Linked DNA regions of Sus scrofa: region 2 is linked to region 1. Evidence: chromatin contacts called from public Hi-C data. All regions are on one chromosome and are shown on one strand. Each heading gives the region's core, a stretch centred on a gene start, on an enhancer-like site or on the middle of the called end of the contact. The rest is flanking DNA. Distances are from core to core; before and after follow the strand shown. Region 1 overlaps CD38 (CD38 molecule). Region 2 has its middle 21 kb from the start of FGFBP1.

Evidence for each region. Hi-C and Micro-C count contacts between places; a contact is called where the count stands out from the background.
Region 2: a Hi-C map of omental adipose tissue shows a contact between it and region 1, with 3 times the contacts expected there. The contact joins two enhancer-like sites. A contact is called at or near these places in 1 of 5 promoter capture datasets (liver), 29 of 47 Hi-C or Micro-C datasets (alveolar macrophages, blood, brain and 15 more) and 1 of 2 datasets of contacts at active chromatin or transcription factors (skeletal muscle).

What each region holds. Positions count from the first base shown.
Region 1 is chr8:11,099,974-11,107,342 of Sscrofa11.1, forward strand. The region is part of intron 1 of CD38 (CD38 molecule); the gene reads left to right. Among named protein-coding and RNA genes, the nearest start is that of CD38, 20 kb to the left of the region's middle. Within about 2 kb of position 2,863, at least 2 of the 83 cell types and tissues checked have an H3K27ac peak or open chromatin away from gene starts, as enhancers often do. A contact at or near this core is called in omental adipose tissue, where this site is marked.
Region 2 is chr8:11,206,680-11,214,048 of Sscrofa11.1, forward strand. No RefSeq gene overlaps it. Among named protein-coding and RNA genes, the nearest start is that of FGFBP1, 21 kb to the left of the region's middle. Within about 2 kb of position 3,197, at least 7 of the 83 cell types and tissues checked have an H3K27ac peak or open chromatin away from gene starts, as enhancers often do. A contact at or near this core is called in omental adipose tissue, where this site is marked.

The DNA of each region.
Region 1 (7,369 bases), core at 1,613-4,112:
TGTATAGCTATTTATTTAATTTCAGATGCCTGTGTTGATGGTGCAGTTTCTCAGGGAAGCCCCCAAACCGTGATTGCATTTCAAAGCTTTTGACAGTTGGGGTAGATCGAATAATTCCCAGTGATATATTATATAGTTAGTAAAAATCATTCCATTTATAAAAACCAGTGCACACCCACCCAGTAAACAATAGAAGTGTCCTCTTCCACTTTTTTTTTTTTTTGTCTTTTGTCTTTTTTTGTTGTTGTTGTTGCTATTTCTTGGGCCGCTCCCGTGGCATATGGAGGTTCCCAGGCTAGGGGTCTAATCGGAGCTGTAGCCACCGGCCTACGCCAGAGCCACAGCAACACGGGATCCAAGCCGCGTCTGCAACCTACACCACAGCTCACGGCAACGCTGGATCCTTAACCCACTGAGCAAGGGCAGGGACCGAACCCGCAACCTCATGGTTCCTAGTCGGATTCATTAACCACTGCACCACGACGGGAACTCCCTCTTCCACTTTTATCTCAAAGCCTTAGTGGAACTCAGGTTGCGGAATTCTGGAAAACACCCAGCTTTTTTGAAGACATAGTGTGTTGATACTCACGGAGAGTGGTCTGATATTTGGGTCATTAACCTGCTCTGCCGCCTGTGCCCCAATGTCCTTTGTAGATACTGGGGATCCTATGCTTATTAACAGATTTCCTTATTCTTAGGTTTTGCTGACATGAACAATGCTAAAACATACATGTCTTCTTATGCATATGATTTTTTTCTAAGATTTAGTTAGAGGGAGAACTGCTAAGTCATAGAGCGTGCCATCTTCACCTTTCTTAGGTGTGTGACTTTGCTCAGGCTGGCATAACAAAGTACCACAGACTGGCGGCTTAAACAATAGAAATGGATTGTCTCACAGTTCTGGAGGTCAGAAATTTGAAATTAAGGTGTCCGAGGGCTGATGCTTTCTGAGGGCGGTGAGAAGCTTCTGTTCCATGCCTCTCCCAGGTTCTAAAAGCCTCAGGCATCCTTGCCTAGCAGGTGTTCTCCCTATGTCTTCACATTTTCTTCCTTTTGTGTGCATCTGTCTCTAGGTCCAGATGTCCCCTTTTTCTAAGGACCCTGGTCCTATGGGCTTAAGAGCCACCCTCATCCTCATCCTAACTTGATCATCGGCAAAGATCCCATTCCTAAAAAAGATCCCATCCTAAGGGAGTGAGACTTTGGGGACGCAATTTAGCCCACGCCGGTGGGTGGACCAATTAAGGCGCTTTTGGCCGCAAGTAAAAGAATACTCACCGGAAGGTGGTTTAAAACAAGAGATTTTTGTAGACACATGTAATAAGACACCTCGGAAGGGGGGGTGGTCCTTGGGGAGGTTCAGCAACTCACTCGCTGATGGCCTAGGATCTTTCACTTTTCCATGTCCCTGGGGTGACCTTTATCTTTGGGCTCCTTTTTTTAATTTCATTTTTTAATTCAATTTTTTAAATTTAAAAACATTTATGCAATTTAAAAGGTTACTTTCCATTTCCAAGTGTTTACAAAATATTGACTGCATTCCCTGTGTCGTATAATAATACATCCTTGAGCTTCTCTTCCAAGCTGTCCTTGAGCTTCTTGTCACAAGATGATTGCTGCTGCTCCAGCCATTACATCCTCATAGAATGATATCTGGGAACAGAGAGCAGGAGGATGGGCAAGAGGACCCTCCTCATGTGTCTCTTCATCAGGGAACAACATTTAAAAAAAATTTTTTTTTTGCTTTTTAGGGCTGCACCTGTGGCATATGGAAGTTCCCAAGCTGAGGGGGGGGGTGGAATCAGAGTACAGCTGCCAGCCTACACCACAGCCACAGCAACACTGGATCCTTAACCCACTGGGTGAGGCCAGGGATGGAACCTGCATCCTCATGGATCCTAGTCTAGTTCTTTAACTGCTGAGCCTCGAAGGGAACTCTCAGGGAATAAGAAGCCCTCCCTCAGCTACCTCCGTGCTTTCCCTTGAATGTCATTAGCCGGAATTGGGTCACTTGACTCCCCAAACTGTAAAGGAGGCTGGCGAAGTGAGTATTTGGTATTTGGAATCTCTCTGATAGGAAACATGCTTTGCCAATAGGGAATTAAGGGGGAGGTGTATCTATGTAGCTTGGGAAGCAATGATATCTGCCACGTAACATATGGCCACACCGATCTCCAGATTTGTGGTATCAATTTCCTTTCACAGAAGCAGCGTGAATTTCCTTGTTCTGGTACCTCCTCACTGTCACTTGGAATTGTCAAACAGTTTTGCCTGTCTCTTTGTGGGCTTAATCTTTCCCTGATTACAAACACAACTGATCATTTTTTAAATGCATATATGGGTCCTTCTGATTTCTTCTGTGAAATGCCTCTTTGTCTTTTGCCTTTTTTTTTTTTGTATTAAATTGCCTCTCTTCTTTACACACTTAGGATTCTAACTTTTTTGTCAGTTGTGTGAATTACAAATATATTCTCCCAGTAGGTGGTTTGACTGTTTTCCTTTTCTTCTTCTTTTCTTTTTTTTTTTTTGGACTGCATCCATGGCATGTGAAAGTTCCAGGGCCAGGGATCAAACTGGAGCTACTGCAGTGACAGCAGGTTCTTAACCCCGCATGCCGCCGGGAAACTCCTTGGCTCTTGACTTTATTTAGTGGGTCCCTTGTTTTACTGAAGATTTTAATATGATCATATTTATCTTTTATGGTTGTGGCGTTTGTATCTTGAAATTAAGTGTTTTACCTATTTGGAATGTATCTTTGTGTGTGGTGTTAAGGTAGGAACCTAATTTCACTTTTTTTCCTACGGATGGATAGTCAGTTGTGTGAGTACTAATTATCAAATCATCTATCCTATATCAAGGGCTTTGTAGTGTCACTTCTGTAGCATATCAGGTTTACTAGTTCATTTCTGGGCTCTAACCTGGTTTATGGTCTGTTTATACCATTTCCACATTGTCTAAATAACTGATGTCCTAACACCCAATAATGTGTCTCTACTTCCTGTTATATCAGTTTACTTTTTTAAAACATCTATGTAAACAGAGTCATAGACTATGTGCTCTTTTTGTCTTTGGCCTCTTTCATGGTTTTGGCAGGATGTTTTTGTAATTCACCCACGTTTTTGTGTATGTTAATAGTTTCTTCCCTGGGAGTTCCCACTGTGGCTCAGCGGTAATGAACCTGACTAGTATCCATGAGGATGCAGGTTCAATCCCTGGCCTTACTCAGTGGGTTAAGGATCCAGCACTGCCACGAGCTGTGGTATAGGTCGCAGATGTGGCTCGGATCCTGTGGTGCTGTTGCTGTGGCTGTGGCATAGGTTGGCAGCTGCAGCTCCAGCTCAACCCCTAGCCTGGGAATTTCCATATGCTTCAGGTGTAGCCCTAAAAAGATGAAAAAAAAAAAGTAGTTTCTTCCTTTTTATTGCTGAGTAGTAGTCCATAGTGTGTATATATCCCAATTTGTCCATCCATTTGTTTTGCATTCACTTTTTTTTTTGTATTCATTTTTTGAACATTATGAGTAAATAAATCCTCTACGGAGTTTAATATATAAGTTACTGTGTGGACATGTGGTTTCGTTTTTCTTGGGTAAATGTCTAGAAGCTGAGCCATGTGGTTTGGCTATTTAAGAAACTGGTAAACTGTTTTACAAGGTAATTGTATGGTTTTGATGTTCACCATTGGCGTATGAATATTCTAGGTGTTACGCATCCTTATTAAACTTCTTACTGTCAGGCTTTTACATGTTAGCCCTTCTGGTGGGTTTGCAGTTGTGTGGTAATGATGGTTTTGAATTGCTTTTCCCTCGTGACTAATAATGTTGAACATTGTCTCATGGTCTTATTGAAGTATGTAGTCAAATCTTTTGCCAATCTGCAGAAAAAATTAGGTAAGTTTTTGTTCTCACTGAGTTGTAGGCGGTTTATGTATTCTGCAGAAAAGTCCTTGGTCAGATGTATCCTGAAACTTCTTTCACTTGGTGACTCGCCTTTTCATGTTCTTTTAAAGTGCAAAGTTTGTCTAGATCACCAAGCTTTTCAGTGGTTTTGTTTTTTGGTTTTTGGGGTTTTTAAAAATACTTTTTAAGGCTGCACCCACGGCATGTGGCAGCTCCCAGGCTAGGGGTCTAATCGGAGCTATGGCTGGCAGCCTACACCACAGTCACAGCAACATGGGATCCGAGCCGCATCTGCGACCTACACCGCAGCTCACGGCAACACCGGATCCTTAACCCACTGAGTGAGGCCAGGGAACGAACCCATGTCCTCATGGATCCTAGTCCGGTTCATTACCACTGAGCCACAATAGGAACTCCAATTTGCGTAGGTCTGGAGGTCACATAATCTAAGTCCTCCAGATTTTTTCCTTTGCTTGTTTCGGCTGGCTTGTATTTTCACATAAATTTAAGGATCAACTTTTCAGTATTTTTAACAAAGCATGCTGGAATTCTGTGATTTAATAAACATATAAATACATCTTAGTGATAGTTACCATATTAACACTGAGCCTTTCAACCATGAATATGGGAAATCTTTCTATTTTCTCAGGCATTTAAAAATGTCTCTCACCAATATTTTGTTTTCAGAGTACAAGACTTACATATATTTTGTTAAATTTCTGCCTCGACATTTCTTATTTTTGCATTCCTGTAGTTTTAAGCCATTTATCAAAGTAGGAGATATGTATATATACATATATTATACATATATATGATATATAGATGTAGATATGTGTGTATGTGTTTACATAGACACACATATATGTACATATAGACGCATATATCCTACTTTGATATAATACATGGTATATAACTTTAATATGTAGTATGTAATATATAGTATTTAGAGGAATATATAGTATATATATATTTTAAATGTTTTCTAATTGTTGCAGGTGTATAGGAATGTTTTAAGTTTTGAATGTTGGTATTACATCCACAAACTTTAGAAACAAGCTTGATGTGTTTGAGAAAAGGGAAAAAGGACACTGTTGGGTCCTAGTACGTAAAGGAGAACAATTTGAGGTCAAAAGTAACCGGGGATCGCATGGTCATCAAGGTACCAGTTTTTTGTTTGTTTATTTTTTATTTTTATTTTTATTTTATTTTATTTTTTTACTGCACCCACAGCATATGGAAGTTCCCGGGCCAGGGACTGAATCCAAGCCACAGCTGTGACCTGTGTCTTAGCTGTGGCAACACCAGATCCTGTAACCCACTGCAGCAGGCCTAGGATGGAACCTGCCCCTCTGCAGCAACCAGAGCTGCTGCATTTGGGTTTTTAACCCTCTGCACCACAGCAGGAACTCCAAAGGTATAGGTATTTAACAGAAGGAATTCCAAAACTCCCCACGCTTAACACAAGCTTACAATATCCCAGTGTGATCTATCTCCTTAACCACCACACAATCCACGTGTTTGTGCGGCTCTCCTATTTAGTGACTGTAGTGCCCTTTGGCCTGAGATCATTACAGGTCGTGGGCTGTGTGTGTGTTGTTAACTGCCCTGTCCTTAGAGTCTGCCTGATCCTTCCTGCCTGGCGTACAGCAAGCATTCGGTACTTATTGAACAAAAGAATGGAAATATAAAACAGATAATCTTTTTTAAATATATTATTAATATATTTTCAAGTTTATATCTATAGCATTTGGATATTAGAACAATGATAAATAGGTCTTAATGAGTACAAGAGTCTGATCTAAGGAATTGCAAGTGACTGTCACAGAATGCCTTTTTTCTTTATTTTTTTTTTCTGTCTTTTTAGGGCTGCACCTGCAGCATAGAGAGGTTCTCAGGCTAGGGGTCCAATCGGAGCTGTAGCTGCCAGCCTACGCCACAGCCACAGCAACGCCAGATCTGAGCCATGTCTGCGACCTACACCACAGCTCATGGCAACACTGGATCCTTGACCCTCTGAGTGTGGCCAGGGGTCGAACTCACATCCTCAAAGATACTATTCAGGTTCGCGTCTGCTGAGCCGCAATGGGAACTCCTCAACATTCAATTTATTTGCTCATCTAGTTTACATTATGGTTGCAGGAAACTTCCAATTCCTACAGATAATTAGTAAGAAACAGGCTTGCTTAATATTCTGGGAGAAGACATACTTAGTCTTGAAGTGGGATGAAAGGCGAGAATATGGAAGGATAAATTTAGGGATATTACTTTCTTAATGGTACACTTAGAAATATTTAAATAGAGGCAGTAGTCATTCCCCAACGTTTCCTCCAGATAAATTCACGAAATACGTTATCTGGTATAAAGACCAAAGTCACGAGAAATCAGTAACAGAAACATAGGCAAACACGGCTCCCTCCCTTTTAACGTTTGGAAGTTAAAATAGTTCTTGACCTGACTTCCTTGGGGGTAATTCAGATGCTTAGTTCTCAGTCTTCCTATTTGTTGGTCAATCAAGAGCATCTGACACAGTTGGCCACATCCTCCTGCTTAATAGACTTTCTCGGCATGGCTTCCAGGATGACCCATTCTTCTGCTTTCTGTCCTGCATTCCAGTCTGGTTGGCTTCTTCTTCCAGCCTCTTATGTTGGAGGTTCAATCCTTGGTTGTCTTTCCTTTGTCTTTCTTTCTTTCTTTCTGTGTGTGTGTGTGTGTGTCTTTTTGCCTTTTTTTAGGGCTGCTCCTGTGGCACATGGAGGTTCCCAGGCTAGGGGTCTAATAGAAGCTGTAAACCGCCGGCCTACACCAGAGCCACAGCAACACGGGATTTGAGCACAGCTCACGACAACACCGGATCCTTAACCCACTGAGCAAGGCCAGGGATCGAACCCGCAACCTCGTGGTTCCCTAACCACAGCACCACGACGGGAATTCCTGCTTTGTCTTTCAAATGCTGATCTCATGTAGTCTCATGAGTCCTCTGGACTCACATACTTACCCGTTCGTTTCACAGCTTCACTTGCGTGTCCGACGGACATTTAAAACTCAGGGTGCCCCAAACTGATCTCCTGATCAATACACCTCAACCCAAAGCCTTCTCCATCCCAGTTCATGGCAGCTCTATCCCTCCAGGGTCTCCAGCTTCAAACCTTGGAATTATCACTAACTAACTCTTGGTTTCTCTAACACCACAATCCTACCAGTTAGGAAATTGACAATGAAACCAGAATCTATCACTTCTCGCTGTCTCCACTGCTACTGCCCTGGTCCTAATCACGAGGGCACTGGTCTGGGTTACTGGTCTACCTTCCTCTGCCTTTTCCCCTCTTTCAGACCATATTCGACAAAGTCGCAGAAATCCTTTGGAACTTAAGTAGTGTCGTGTGCCTCCTCTGCTCAGCATCCCCTGTGGCTCCTCCATTCCCCCTCAGTGGAAGCTTATGAAGCTCTGTCCAGGCAATCAGCATTACCTTT
Region 2 (7,369 bases), core at 1,947-4,446, 110 kb after region 1:
CTGCTCAGGTTAATTCAGCCCTTTGTGTGATCAGAGCCTCCTGGAACCAGTTTTCAGAAGCATCGGCGACTGTATGTCGCCGCCTTGTGGTGATCTTAGCCTGGAGGACCAGCTGGGATCTAAGGAGGTTTTTTCCTTCCTTTTTGAGTATTTCGACCTCTTTTCTACCTGAGCGATCATCAGACCACACCTCCACACAGCACCGTGTCCTTGTTATGCTTTCGTCGTGTACTCTTACATTAGATTTTTCAACCGCACATGAGAAGTGGCTTACTTATGCTTAAAATTAAGATGAGAAAAGTGACTTCAGAGACTTCCCTAAAGTCTCGAAATGCCATCCTTTCAGCTGCACCCAGATCTCCTTGTCTGGGTACAGTATTCTTTCCCCAAGAGAAAAGGGTTTTCATATTTTTGTGACACCCCAATCCCAAATGAAGCCTGACAGCAAAGGAGTGAGTGCAGGAATCTGGGGGAAAAAAAACAGGAGCTAAAACTGCATATAGAAAATTCTGAAAGACTTCAGCTCTCAACCTGGCTGGGCTCGGCTCTTGGAAGCAGAGGGTAGGAAGGAGCGGTGGAAAGGCCGCAGAGGCTCCCGGGGAGGTGTGGGTGCAGGGTGAGTGATTCTGAAGCTGGAGAGGGATAAGAAAGTATCTTGGCATCAAATGATTGCTGTCTTTAGGAGGTATGAAATCTTTTCCTCTTCTGATTTCTAAAGCATTGATGGGCTTCAGGGGAACATAAAAAATATTAAAAACAGCCACAAGACCACCCAGCTGCCTCCAGGATGGCCACAGACCTGAGCTTGCCCGGCAGAAAAAAGGTCCTTTTTCTTTTTTCTTTTTATTTATTTATTTATTTATTTTTCTGTCTTGTGACTTGTCTAGGGCTGCACCCACGACATATGGAGGTTCCCAGGCTAGGGGTCTAATTGGAGCTACAGCTGCCAGCCTAAGCCACAGCCACAGCAACGCCAGATCTGAGCCGCATCTGCGACCTACACCACAGTTCATGGCAACGCCAGATCCTTAACCCACTGAGCGAGGCCAGGGATTGAACCCGCAACCTCATGGTTCCTAGTCGGATTTGTTAACCACTCAGCCACGATGGGAACGCCAGAGGGTTTCTTTAGCACATTACAAACTACCATCACTGTGGAGCCCAAAGACTGTGTATATTTGCATCTTGACACACAGCAAGGGATTCTTCATGCTCACACATTTCTCAGCCATTAAACTCAAAGCAGTTAGACCCCAATGCGCTTCTCCGGCATTTCTTAAATCCTTCCTGCAGACGGTGGATGGGTGGTAAAAGGGTCAATAAGTGGCCCAGTGTCCAAACTGGCCCAACGTTGAAATAAACTTTGCACCTCGGAATATAAGAGGAGGAGTATATATGACAGATGATATAGCTCAATGCCATCGGTTCAAATCCATTAATTCAGTCAGTTTGCTAAATACTTACTGACGTTCCTAAACGAAGCTCGGCACATGTATCTCTTACAAGTCCCTGAGCCTGCGAAGCAGCAGAGTCCGTAGGAGGGTAATGCAGTTGCTGTTGGAACGAAAGCCCCAAATCTCAGGGGCTTCCCACCTTGGAAGCTCACTTTTTCCCCAGCGGAAGTCCCAAATGGATGTTTCCATGGTCGGTTATAGCAAACAAAATTCAGCTGTTGCACCTACAGCCCCAGCCTCGGCTGACTTTGTGTCTGCTTGTAGCTCAGCGTTACACATCTGGGCAGTGTTTCATCTGGGACCTGGCTCGTGCCTCTTCCTCCGTCTCTTTGGCACAAAGGGTCAAAAGTCCACTCGCTCGGAAGATCCTTTGGACATCTGAACACACTTACTATCTGAAGGTGTGTCACCCACGCTGGAGCCGAGCCGAGGGACCAACGTGCCCCCCCGGGAGGTGACCGCCCGGATGCTTTCACAGGCAGAGGCTCTCCGAAGAGCAGGGGACAGGCAGCAGCTCACGGAGAGACTGACTAACGTCAAAGCGGGGTTGGGGACGTCAGAACAGTCCTGAGGCGATCAGGCCCCAGCCACCAAGTCACGTCTTAGAAGCGCTGGGGACGGAGGTTCCAAGACTGATTCCGGAGACAGTGCAAGAAAAGCAACTGACCCTGAAGCCCTCACAACCGAGGGAGGAAGCCCAGGCTCAGTGGGGCTGTTTGGAGACAAGATCGTATGTGCCTTAACCTGGTATTTTGCTGAGCTTGTGTACAAAGTGACCAGGAGAGCCTCAGGCCAGGTTTACCTGGGAACCCGGGTAGCAGGTGTGCTGCAGGTGGTCCCACAGGCTACCTAGGCTGGGGCCCCAAAGACCCCAAGGATCTGGGTGACAGCCAGCTCTCTGACACTGTGAGCTATGCTGCGGAAGGCGGCTTCTGCCCAGAGTCTGCCCTTGGGGTACCGGTTCGCAGGAGACATGGCTCCCAGCAATAACCCCACCTAAAAACCAGTTCCTGGGGAGTTCCCATTGTCACTCAGCAGGTTATGAACCTGATTAGGATGTAGGTTCGATCCCTGGCCTCGCCCAGTGGGTTAAGGATCCAGCATTGCCATGAGCTGTGGTGTAAGTTGCAGACATGGCTTGGATCCCGTGTTGCTGTGACTGTGGTGTAGGCCAGCAGCTGCAGCTCCGATTCAGCTCCTAGCCTGGGAACTTCCATATGCCTCAGGTGTGGCCCTAAAACAAAACAAAACAAAACAAAACAGCAGCTCCTGGCCTAATCTTGGGCGCCTGTGGAGACAAATGCCTTAGAGAGGACTGTAAGATACTGTTGTGTCCAGAGAGTTCCCCATCCTGCATTGGTCCCTGGAGGAGCTGAAGACAAAGTCGGAAAGGCAAAGAGATGTGTCTTAAAAAATGGAAATGGAACTTTCCAGAACATCAAGCCTGGTCCCACAGATGAGCGCTCCTAGATGAAGGCCATATCCTTAGGGATCCATGGCATCACCCTGGATTACTCCCCGGGGACGGCCTTTGGCTTCTGGAGAAGGCTCCCAGGAAACCCTGAGGGCGCTTGGGCCCGCATCCTTACAGAAGGCCCATCCCAGCCAAAAACTGATGGAGTCCACTGGGTGGCAGCAGCCACCAGTGCTGGTGACAGCCAAGGGGACGGGAAGAGTAGTTCATCTGTCTTTCTGAAAGGAAACCAAGGCCTTTACAGCTTTAAGGGTGGGCCCTGCCCTTTTCCGGCCACTAGACAGCATGTGTCCTCTGCTGCCATCTTGTGGCTGCTTATGGCTTCTGGGGCCTTTGACATTTAACCCTGTAACTGGAATTGCCACTCTGTGCAAGTGGCAGATGTGGGCCACACCACAGCAGCACTTGAGACCAAGCTCTGCCATATTTGGGGACATCTGTATCACTTACAGGTATAGAAGCAAAGGGACCCTGGCAGGGGGTTAATGAACACGACATTCCGCAGACATTGCTGGTTCCTTCTCATTCTCAGCATCCTCCAGAGAGAGAAGGGACTTTGAAAGACTTGGCTGGAAAAGGCATCTGGACAGACCGTGCTGTCAGCGTTGTGGAGTCTCAGATTCAGCCAGACAGCATGCGCGTCAGGGCAGCTGGTCCTCAGAGGGGTGCTACCAGCCCCTTCCCTTCCAAGTCCGCACCTCCGCGATTAGAGCCAGCGCCCGGGGATCCAAATGCAGACCTCCAGTATCTGAAAGACGGAGTCCTTAATGCCCATCCTGGCCCCCGAAGTCTGTGTGCAAACCATGCCAGGGGCACATGTACCACTGACTGACTGTCATCAAACCAGGGTGGGGAATGGGTGGTGACCACAGAGCTTCAAATTGAAATTGACCAAAATAGTGTATGTGTAAATATATGTGTGTGTATATGTGCATATATATATATGTATATATATGTTTGTGCATCTGAATGTCTGTGTATATATATGTGCATATATAAGTATATACATATATGTGTGTGTATGTATGTGTGTGTGTGTGTATGTCTGGGTCACGTTGCTACAGAGCAGAAATTGACAGAACATTGTAAATCAACTAAACTTTGATTTCAAAAAAAAATTTTTTTTAATTAACCGAAAGGGACCACAATTTATCCTCTAAGCCTTCCCCTGGATGTGCCAGCCTTCAGTAGACTCCAGAGTTTCAGAATACTTCCTGCAACCCGATTCTGCCTGTGCGATTCATTTTCCAGCCCGGAGACAGAGCCTGGCGCTTCCTCCTCCACCATCTTCCCTTTCCTTTCCTCTTTGAACTGGATGAAGCCACCTCTCCATGACATCTCATGGATAGAATAGTTTGACCAGACTTTCTTGAACCCCCAGTGACAAGGAAGTCACTGCCTCACAAAGAAACATACTCTGCTATATGCTGGAAGCTGACAATGTCACTGGCAGGTGACACTGGCTCCCTTTATGGAGTCTACTCAGCGCCAGCCACCATGACCATCACACCCACCCAGGGAGGTGGATGCTACCCCCTCCTCATTTAACGGAGGCTAAGGGAGCTTGAGTTGCTTCTCAAGGGAGAGCCGCATTTGAACCGAGGTCCCTGCATCTGGTGTCAGTCCATACTGTTTCTTGACGACGTATATAAAATAACTTAAAAATCAAAACGGAGTAACTATGGTTCAGGCGTCCAAAATGGAGCTGGATGGCCATTGCAGATGCGGTTTCAGACATGTCCCTGAAACCTTGAGAACGTGAATTTTCTCTGAACGGTATCAAACCCAAGGACACCACCAGCATTGCATTTGCAAAGTATTATCTGCCAGCAGCTGCTAGCTGCAAACTGGAACTTGCAAAGTCCCCCTGCCCATCACAACTCATTAATCATTTCAAACCCCAACCAATCCTTGCTTAAAGAGCACTCTTACTTCTTGCCAGGTTCAATTTTTTTTTCCAAAGTTCTTGGGCTAGGGGTCATATTGGAGCTGCAGCTTCAGGCCTACGCCACAGCCGCAGTAACACTGGACCCGAGCCACATCTGTGACCTATGGGGCAACGGAGACTATATCAGGTTCTTAACCTGCTGAGCCACAATGGGAACTCTGCCAGCTCCAATTCTAATACTTGACAAACAACTTATGTAATCTCGTGGGTTTTTGCCTTTATAAGCTTCCCCCATTTTCTAGTCTGGTGCAACGCAATTCAAGTGCTTCCTCGTTACTAAACCAAACTTGGGTTGCTAGCCGATGTGCAGTAAAGCCAATTTACTGACACCAGGTTGTGGTGAAGAAAAGTGTAGCACTGATTGCAGGTGCCAAGCAAGAAGTTTAGGCAGCTAGTGTTTAAAAGACCTGTACCCCCTGATGGCTTTCAGGGAAAGGTTTTTAATTTTTAAAATTTTTTAATTTTTTGCTTTTTAGGGCCACACCCATGGCATATGGAGGGTCCCAGGCTAGGGGCTGAATCTGAGCCATAGCTGCCAGCCTACACCACAGCCACCGCAATGTGGGATCCAAGCCATGTCTACGACCTCCACCACAGCTCACAGCAGCACCGGATCCTTAACCCACTGAGTGAGGCCAGGGATCGAACCTGAAACCTCACGGTTCCTAGTTGGATTCATTTCCTCTGTGCCATGACGGGAACTCCAGGGAAAGGTTTTTAAAAAACAGGATGAGGGAGAGGGTTGCAGGGTATGCAATCAGCTTATAGACACCCTTCCGATTGGTTGTGAGTGAGGCAACTGGAAGCCAACATCATCAACCTTCTGGTTCCAACCGGTCTGGGGTCTACGTACTTGTGGGCAGCATAGAGTTAGCGTCTCCCACTGGTGGAGGCTTCAGTATCTGCAAAACAGCTCAAAAGATATAGCTCAGAATAGTATCTATAGACTTTAGGGAGAAACTCAGAGTCCCTGACTTTGTTTAATGGCTAACCTCTCTTTTTTTTTTTTTTTTTTGACTGTTTCCCTTCGTTTCTGCATTTTCTCACGTCTCTGAACAAGTGCATTCTTTGGGACTTGGGGAAAGGCGAGGAGGCTGAAGGATTTCTACAAATAAGAGGCAGGCAGAGAACATGATGGGAGAGTGGGGGTGTCTGTCCCTGGACGGCCCACAGGGTCCTGCTCAGTTACATCTCTAATCCGTGAACCCTGAGCTGGACCCCTACCTCCAAATACACATTTCTTTATTTTAACCAGGTCTCTATCTCTGAAATTGTGGTTAACACTCTAAAGGGCTGTGGGGAATCAAAGGACTTAAGGCAGGAGCTTTGTACACAAGGGTTTGAGATCTTGCTGGGGGGGGCAATAAAAGAATTGCTCATTTAGAAGAGGATGGAGATGCGGTGGGCATCACTGATCTGCCCAGTGGTTCAGGGAGGGGATGAAGGTGCAGGACCCCTTTACCAGGAAGATGGGAGTAGAGGTGGGCATCTTAGATGGATGAATGGTGGGCTCGGGACCAGCGGTAAGTCATGGAAAACACCCCCACGACCACGTCCCCAGGACTGGCTCCACTTCCCCCTTTTTTTTCCTGCAGCGCTGACATAGTCACAGATTGCTTAACCAACAGGCTGGTGCCGTGGGGCTTCGCCACGTTTCTTGGACAAAAGCTCTTTCCTAAATGAATCAGGATCTTTTCTTTCAGGGCAATTTGAAATATTGCTTGGCCAACTCTGCATATCCTGGACTCATCTGGAAAACTTGTTAAAATACATATTCCCGAGCCTCACCCTCAAGAGACTCTGACTCAGTGTGTCTGCGGTGGAGTCAGAATTATCCTCTCTTGAGCTCTCCAAGTGATGTTTCTGGTCCTCAGGCCACATTTTGAGCAGCCGTGATTTACACTACATTTCATCATCAGAAACCATCAGACAGCTATCTGGTGGTTTTAGTTTGAAATGCTGTCAGTTTACGGTCTGTGCCAAAACCCACCCTAGCTTATGACGTTATTATTGAGTCCAAGCTCATGCTGCTTCCCAAAGGGCAGGCCAATAAATCAGGAGATGAGCTGCTGGGGTAAGAAATGGTGACGTCATCTGGAAGGTCAGGAGACTGAGAAAGAGGGTAGACTGGTGTCCCCAAGAACCATCTCACCCAAGTGAGAACTCAGGCTTCTTTTATACTAAAACGGGGTTGGGGTGGGACGGGGCGGGGCGGGAGGTGGTGTGTGTGTCGCTGGTGTTGCAAACCTTTTGGTGCTGGAACCCTTTGTTCTTGCAGCTGTCCACATGGATGTGGTGATCAGTTCCTACAAATCTCCAGCAAGAGAAATGTTATTCTCCATTCTGCAACTTTTTCTCTCTATATGAATGGAAAGGTGTCATGCCTTTAAAGGTCAGAGCCTTGAGAATAGACTCTCCTGTATATTTCAGGCTAGAGGCAACATTCTTTTCAAAATAGCCAGCACCTTTTTTAGAAATTCAACTGCAGCAAAC